Linked DNA regions of Rattus norvegicus: region 2 is linked to region 1. The links are chromatin contacts, called in public Hi-C maps. All regions are on one chromosome and are shown on one strand. Each heading gives the region's core, a stretch centred on a gene start, on an enhancer-like site or on the middle of the called end of the contact. The rest is flanking DNA. Distances are from core to core; before and after follow the strand shown. Region 1 has its middle 47 kb from the start of Lmo4. Region 2 has its middle 170 kb from the start of Lmo4.

Region 1 (3,384 bases), core at 233-2,732:
AAATCACTCACGACAGCGAAGACACCCCGCCCCACAGCAGTGGTAGATTAGGGAGAGATGATTAGCGTCTTGTCGCTGAGGAGCCATTTCATGTTGGACCCTCTACTGAGCCAAATGTGCTCGTCACACTCCATTAGCATGTGTGAGACAGTTGGGGAAGGGCCATCTGATTAGACAGAAGGAAACCTGGATTCTTCACATTGGGACTTGTTACCACTGAATAATGTCTTTGCAAGAGGGACCGGTTTAGATTTTGCTAATTTCTTCTGCGATGGAAAATAAGTGAGTGGCTTTTGTGGAGAGAGTCTGCAGAGGTGGGTCACAAACAGTGCCTTCAAACTGATCCCTTTGAAAAATGTTTTGGAAGAAGACTTTGAGTTGGGCCTGGCGGTGGAGGTCTGGAATACCAGTTACTCATGAGGTTACGGCAGGAGGAGCACGGGTTCGGGGTCAGCTGGGGCAACTGAGTAAGACCCTGTCTTAAAGTAAAAAGTGAAAAAAAAAAGAAAAAAGAAAAGGGATATCATGTAATTCAGTGGTTGGGCACTTGCCTAATATGTACAAGACCCTAGTTTCAACAGCCCCAACCTTAGGATTACAGAATGATAGATAAATAGATATTTCATGGATGAATAAAATAAATAAGAAGAGACCAGGTGTCATAACACAGGGTTGTCATCTCAGCGTGGGGGAGGCAGAGGAGGGAAGTTTGAGGCCAGCCTGGCCTATATAGCAAGGCCCTGTCTTGAAAGCCAATGGCCCTGCCACTCACTCAAACAAAATGAACGCACAAAAAGCAAATACACCCATTTGCCAGTGGAAGAAACTTCTGTTGATACTTGCCTCTTAAAATGTCCTCCGTGGCCCTGGCAGGAACCAATCAGCTGCAGTTTCCGGTCCGAAGCCGCAGGGTGAGGATTTGATTCAGATGCGGACTTACTTCTGAAGGCGTTCTAACCTGACTAGGAACAGAATTCACGCAGCTGTTTTACTTTGTCTGTCTTTTTTTGGGGGGCGGGGGGAAGCAGAGCAAAAATCCTTGAGGGATGGGAAGATAAGAAACGGTTGGATTCTGGGCATTCCAGGACTGCTAAATACCGCGACCTCTGCTCTACAAGGCAAGGACAGAGTAGGCGTTACTTTCTCCTGGGGCGACCGTTGGAACCCACATTGAATGAAAGACAATCTATTATGGGAAGGAAAGAGAGCCTTCCTGACCACTGCCTGAATAATTTCATATGTATGAGTATGGCAGTGCCCTGTGTTGAGAGCTCATCCCACATATGATCAAAGAATTATTAAATGTTGACTATTAAATATTTTAGATAGTCTCACACTGTGTTTATCTTCCTAGAATGATGAATATGCAGATTTAGAATTTCTTCATTTCCAGGCAAATTGTGCCATCAAGTCCTTGGCGAGCAGGAACCCTGATGGGATGACTCACCATAGCCGGCAGCTTCTGTGTCAGAAAGGCCAGGCCATCCCAAGACTCCGAGAAGGAGGACATTCAGATGGGGAACTGTACCACTCTGGTGACAGTCTCTGGACACTTATGTGATTTAGTGATTTTGAATAACAGTTTCCTAGCCCAGACAAGCAGGGACAGTAAACATGCCACTTCCAAGATCAGGAAAGGGTAAGGACCAACCAGAGGGCAAGGGAGAGAGGTCTATGCCCCTGGAAGAGCAGCCTTGAAGGCAGCAGTTGCTACAAAACACGCATCCCTGTCTTCAGCCTGTTCTGTCTGTCTGGCTCCGTGGGCTCCAAGCCTTGGTCCAGGAATGCTGTGTTGTTCTTTCCCGTGACTGCACAGAATGTGTTTGCCTTGTTGAAGGCCAGCCCAGGACTAATTTTGAAAAGTAAATCTGGGAAACGGCTTAATTTCATTTCCCTAGAGATTTTTCTGGAGCAAAGTTGGGAGAAGTGGTAAGGAGAGCAGAGGAGAAGTCACAGGCAGGAGCGGCAGGATTTTGCCTCTCCCTGGTTTCTGGACTGTGAATGGAGTTTAAAGGACTTTCAGTAGGCCGTGGTGATTTTTAAGACCGCACTGCTGAGATTTACAGCCCATGAGATACTGCTATAAACTCTACGATCTTTAACTCGAGTGTCTTCTCGAACGCTCGGAAGAAAGGCACAAGGGACTGTGTCCTGGTGACTCACCATTTGTGTTCCCACTACTTGTGTTTACTGAGCACTTACTAACTACCAGGGACTGTCTCTCTTCCTTGTCTCTCACCACTGCATCATAGCCTCTTCCTTGGAAGAATAAAAACAGCAATGACAACCACCAAACTCCACAAACCCCAGAAAAACAAAAACCCAAACACCAAATGAATGAAACAAAAACAAAACAAAACAACCCCCCCCAAAAAACAAACAAAAACCCACAAACAAACAAACAAAAAACCAAATCCAAAACAAAAAAACAAAACCACATGCTGAGGGCCTGGACAAGGCTCAGATTGTAGAGTACTCGTTTAATATTCACCATACCCTGGGTTTAGTTCTAACCCTATATCGGCTGGTTGGGCCAGGTAGGGGATGTCTGAAATTCTAGCCCTCGGGAGGTAGAGGCAGAAGGACTAGAAGCTCAAAGTCACCCTTAGCTGGTCTGAACAACGTGAGACTAACAAAGTCAGAAAAAGGAAAAAGACAAGGCTTTCGACTTAAGTCAAAAAAATAGCCACTTTAGAAGAAACCCTGAATGGAACTTGCTTTTCCCTGGGGGTAGTGCAGGCTGGTATATCCTGGAGAGGGAGGGAGCACGGACTGCGGACCGTGTGTTCCACCTCAACCCCGGGCTCCCTTAACTTTCCAATTGCATTCCATTCTTGACTTGCTGGGCTATGCTGGCTGTGCCCTGCCTTCCTCTCTTCCTGTCTTTCACTTTCCCCACCATCTACCTGGGTTATTAGGGAATGACCCAAAAGTGGGAGCCATCTTCTGTGAGTGGCCACAGCAGCCCCCTGGCTGTGGTGGCCGATTTATTCAGTGCAGTAGCCGGTGGCAGAGCAGATGCTGGACTCAGGAGAAGAGGGGAGGGGCTGCCTGCTTTACCAACCAGATTTTGCTTGGGTGTGGGGCTTTCCGTGCTGGGCCGATCTCTTGGGCCCTGGTTAGAGTCCTCAAGAGTAAAGCGAGGGAGCTAACGCGCATGGCAGCTAACGCATACCCTTCACGTTTTGTTTCTTGTTTCCCAAACACTGTTTTATGTAACCCGCCTATGGGCAGAACAGATTTGGCAAATGATATTCCGGAAGGAGAACGGAGCTCAGAGCCTGGCCCATCCTCTCCACCATCCAACCCTCTGGGTGTAGCTTCCCAGGAATTTGTTGGAACAAGATGATTGCCTAGATCCGCCTGTATCGGAAGTGACCCAAC
Region 2 (3,384 bases), core at 413-2,912, 130 kb before region 1:
AATGTCATGATCAGTCTTGACCAGATGACCCTGCCCATTTCAAATGACCTCTTTATCTCAGCACAAGGGTCACCCCCGTGAATTCTTACAGTGAGCCACTGCTCGCCACTCCCACGATTACAAAACTCACTGTACTCATTGTAGTTAATGAGATGTGGAAAGCCTTGTGCTGTGATTTGCTGGGCCATATGCTGTAAGGGGTCGCCGTTGATTCCACTCTTCCCTATTTAATTCAAGCAGGCCGCAATGCCTTCTTCATATGGCTACTTATATAATAAAAATTAACTTGGGATATTAAAAAGAAAACCACCATTGTGGGGTTTATGACTTGGCGAGGCTCAGTCTCATGTCTTTGCATCGAAACATCTGTAAGTGATGTGTGCCGCTCTAATTTTAAATCCCGCCAAGTATTTCCCATTTAACGTTTGGTTTAACGGACAAACTTGCAGAGGTGGCTTGCAGATCTGTACATGTTCTCAAGGCCATAGATCTGCTTTTTATTATTAGTTTTTTTTAAAAGAAAATAACTGTAATTTAAAACTTGTTTTTAAAAAACCCTCTACATATCAGTGCATGCAGAAGTCATGCCTCTTGAACCTCTTAAAGATGCTGCTGCAATGAATCCGTTGCCCCTACAAGTGGTTTCCTTGTGTTTGACTTTTGCTTTAACTTCTGTGGTAGGTGGGGGAACTTCTGAACACTGGAGAGTTGGCTATGGGTGGGAGGGATAAGGTGGGAGGAGCCACTGCTGGGGTTTGGGGGTGAGGGGTGGACACCTCTGCAAGAATGGACAGAGGAAACACACCAAGCCCCTTCAGGGCGTCCAGTAATCAACATTTTATTTCCTTACACTTAAACAACGAAAGTTCTCACTAATTCTCAGAGGAGCCAGGCCCTCTGATCTATCCATGGATCTGAGCTATAAACTGGTAAAAGCCAGCCCCTCCTCTGTCTGCTAGTAGGGTTACCCAATAAAACAGAGGGCCCGAAATGTGAATTTCAGATGAATCACATATACTTTTTAGTACAAATGCACCCCAGGCTGCATTTGGGGCATACTTAAATTAAGACTTGAGTAAGGCAGTATCTGGAATCCAAACCCATCCTGTATTCACTTGCTAAATCGGGCCAGCCCCGTCCATACCTGGATCAGGCGGGTTTTCTGACTGCATCCTAAGGGTGGCCTGAATTTAAGCGGAAGGGTGGGCGGAAGCCATTAATGCTTCCCTGGGGATGGTGCAGCCCCTGCGAGCTCTACTCTGCAGTTATTAAACTCGGGCTCCCGGGGCTCTGAGGCATGCTGACTCAGCATCTGGGCAAGGGGGATGCTGGACCCCAGAAACATAATTAAACTGCTTCCACGACTGACTCGAAAATAAAAGTGTGTGTGTGGGGCGGGGAGAGAAACTTGAGGGGGAAGTTAAACAACAAATGGCGAGGTGTGGCGTGAAACCTCAGGGAAACTGTCGGTTTTGCTTCAAGGGAATTGAATTGTGAAACTTGCAAGTTGCGAAATTTCACTCGCTGATGCCTGTGAGAACTGAAGTTTGTTTTAATTGTCAATTAAAGCTGGGATCTGAGGAGCCTTAGGGCGGTGCTGGCCCAAAGGAACCCGGTGCGGGCCGGATGGATGACGGGGCCGGCCACTGGGGGTCAGGATAAGCTCGCAGAGGTGCCCTTCGACCGACTGTGCGGTCCGGAGGGGAGCGAGGCTCTGCCCGGGAGGCGGTGCCTGCGAGCTAGGGCCTTGTTGGCCTTCCTGGTTGCTGGAGTGAGCTTCAGGTACCAAATGGCCTTTGCCAGAGTGCAATCAGCTATGTGCAGATGACCACATCCTGATAACAGAAGAAGTACGGCCTTGTTGAAGATTTTATGAAACAGAAAACAATTCATTTTGCATTCATACGGAGACTTAGGATAGAAAACAGCCAAGCCCTGAGTGTTTTGCTTAGAACTTGTTTAAGGCGGGGTGCGGGGAGGGTGGATAGAGAGAACACAGAGATACAGAGGGGAAGGGAGACGGGGAAGGAGGGAGAGAGATCCAGAGGAGGGGGGAGGGATGCAGAGAGACAGAGAGACAGAGAGACAGAGAGAACATACAGAGAGAGATTAAAGAAGAACCGCCCCCCCCCCCCCCCCCAAACCAAAGTTGTGATGTTTGCAAGCCGCTGTTGACTTCAGATCGAGGTTGCCTTCTTGTTAACCCGGCCACGCAGCCTCAGAAGATGATTCTCCCACCAAGGGATTAACCCCGTGGAACAGTTACGGAATGTGCGGTCTCTAGAGACTCGAGATCAAGGAGTCTAAAATGTTTGTAAGGGGGAAAAATCCTCAGTGGCTTGGGAGCTTTACGGAGACACTTTAAAGGAGAATCAAAATTGCCCTTATTTAAGAGCTTCGGAGATCCAAATATAAGCCTCTTTTCTTTCGCCAAGAAGGCCACTTACTCATTTGGTGTGCCTTTAATGCTTAAAGGGAACACTGGGGTTCCTATTCGGTCCCAAACACGACTTTATGATTTTTTTTTTTTTTTTTTTTTTGCAAAGTCCGCTTTCCTTTTTTCTTTTTCCCCTTAGCGCCTCAGATTTCTGTTCTATTTGGGGACGAGATGTTGAAGGGAGTCTGAATGGCTGTCTCAGACACTGCCTGAGAGACAGGCTTGGTGTCTTTCAAGTGGCTCCAAGTGCTTGGGTGGCAGGGTTCCTCAGACTGAGGGTGATGTCAAAAGGTTCTCTGATGACAGTCGCTCGGTTTAGAGATGATCCGCCACGAACGTTTCAATCATACATTCGGCCATCTTTGTGAGGACTCACTCCATCTCTGCGGGACTGGTGTTGAGGTGGGGGTGGGGCACAGTATCTGAAAACAGAATCTAGATGGGGGGGGGGGCAAGGACGTGAAGGGACACAGTAAACCGTTGGCTGGCCTGACACGGTGTTCCGGAGAATGAGGAAATCATTCTTTTTTTTTCTTTCTGGAAGGAGGAGAAGCCACAAGTTTATTTAATCTTTTCTAGGCAACTTACTTTTATTGCATTTTTAATTCCCTCTCCTGCATTACCATGACCCTTTTCCCTGGCTTCCCACGCCTGTCCTTAATTACTTATCATTAGCAATGTACACGGGGCCTCGCTGCATATTTATAAATGTGATCATTAGTACATGGGAAGACAAAGGCTTCTTTAAGACTGTCATTAGTTATTCTGTTTTCATGGAAATGTTCATTAGGAAAAACTACCCACCTGGTTAAATAATTATAATTAAGGTTTGGTAATCTCCCCTGCATTTTTAACTCCATCTTCCGTCTGTTTGCATGAGGCTAAACAAGCCTTATTTGGCGAGAGTTCTATCTTTCATTTACCTCAGGAGTTGTCAACAAATACAG

Evidence for each region. A called contact is a pair of places that touch in the nucleus more often than the background predicts.
Region 2: a contact with region 1 is called in a Hi-C map of Schwann cells, with 2.2 times the contacts expected there. The contact joins two enhancer-like sites. A contact is called at or near these places in 3 of 12 Hi-C or Micro-C datasets (the Rat2 cell line, Schwann cells and mammary epithelial cells) and 1 of 1 datasets of contacts at active chromatin or transcription factors (oligodendrocytes).

Annotation. Positions count from the first base shown.
Region 1 is chr2:235,987,054-235,990,437 of GRCr8, reverse strand. No RefSeq gene overlaps it. Among named protein-coding and RNA genes, the nearest start is that of Lmo4, 47 kb to the right of the region's middle. Within about 2 kb of position 1,482, at least 14 of the 93 cell types and tissues checked have an H3K27ac peak or open chromatin away from gene starts, as enhancers often do. A contact at or near this core is called in Schwann cells, where this site is marked.
Region 2 is chr2:236,114,074-236,117,457 of GRCr8, reverse strand. No RefSeq gene overlaps it. Among named protein-coding and RNA genes, the nearest start is that of Lmo4, 170 kb to the right of the region's middle. Within about 2 kb of position 1,662, at least 8 of the 93 cell types and tissues checked have an H3K27ac peak or open chromatin away from gene starts, as enhancers often do. A contact at or near this core is called in Schwann cells, where this site is marked.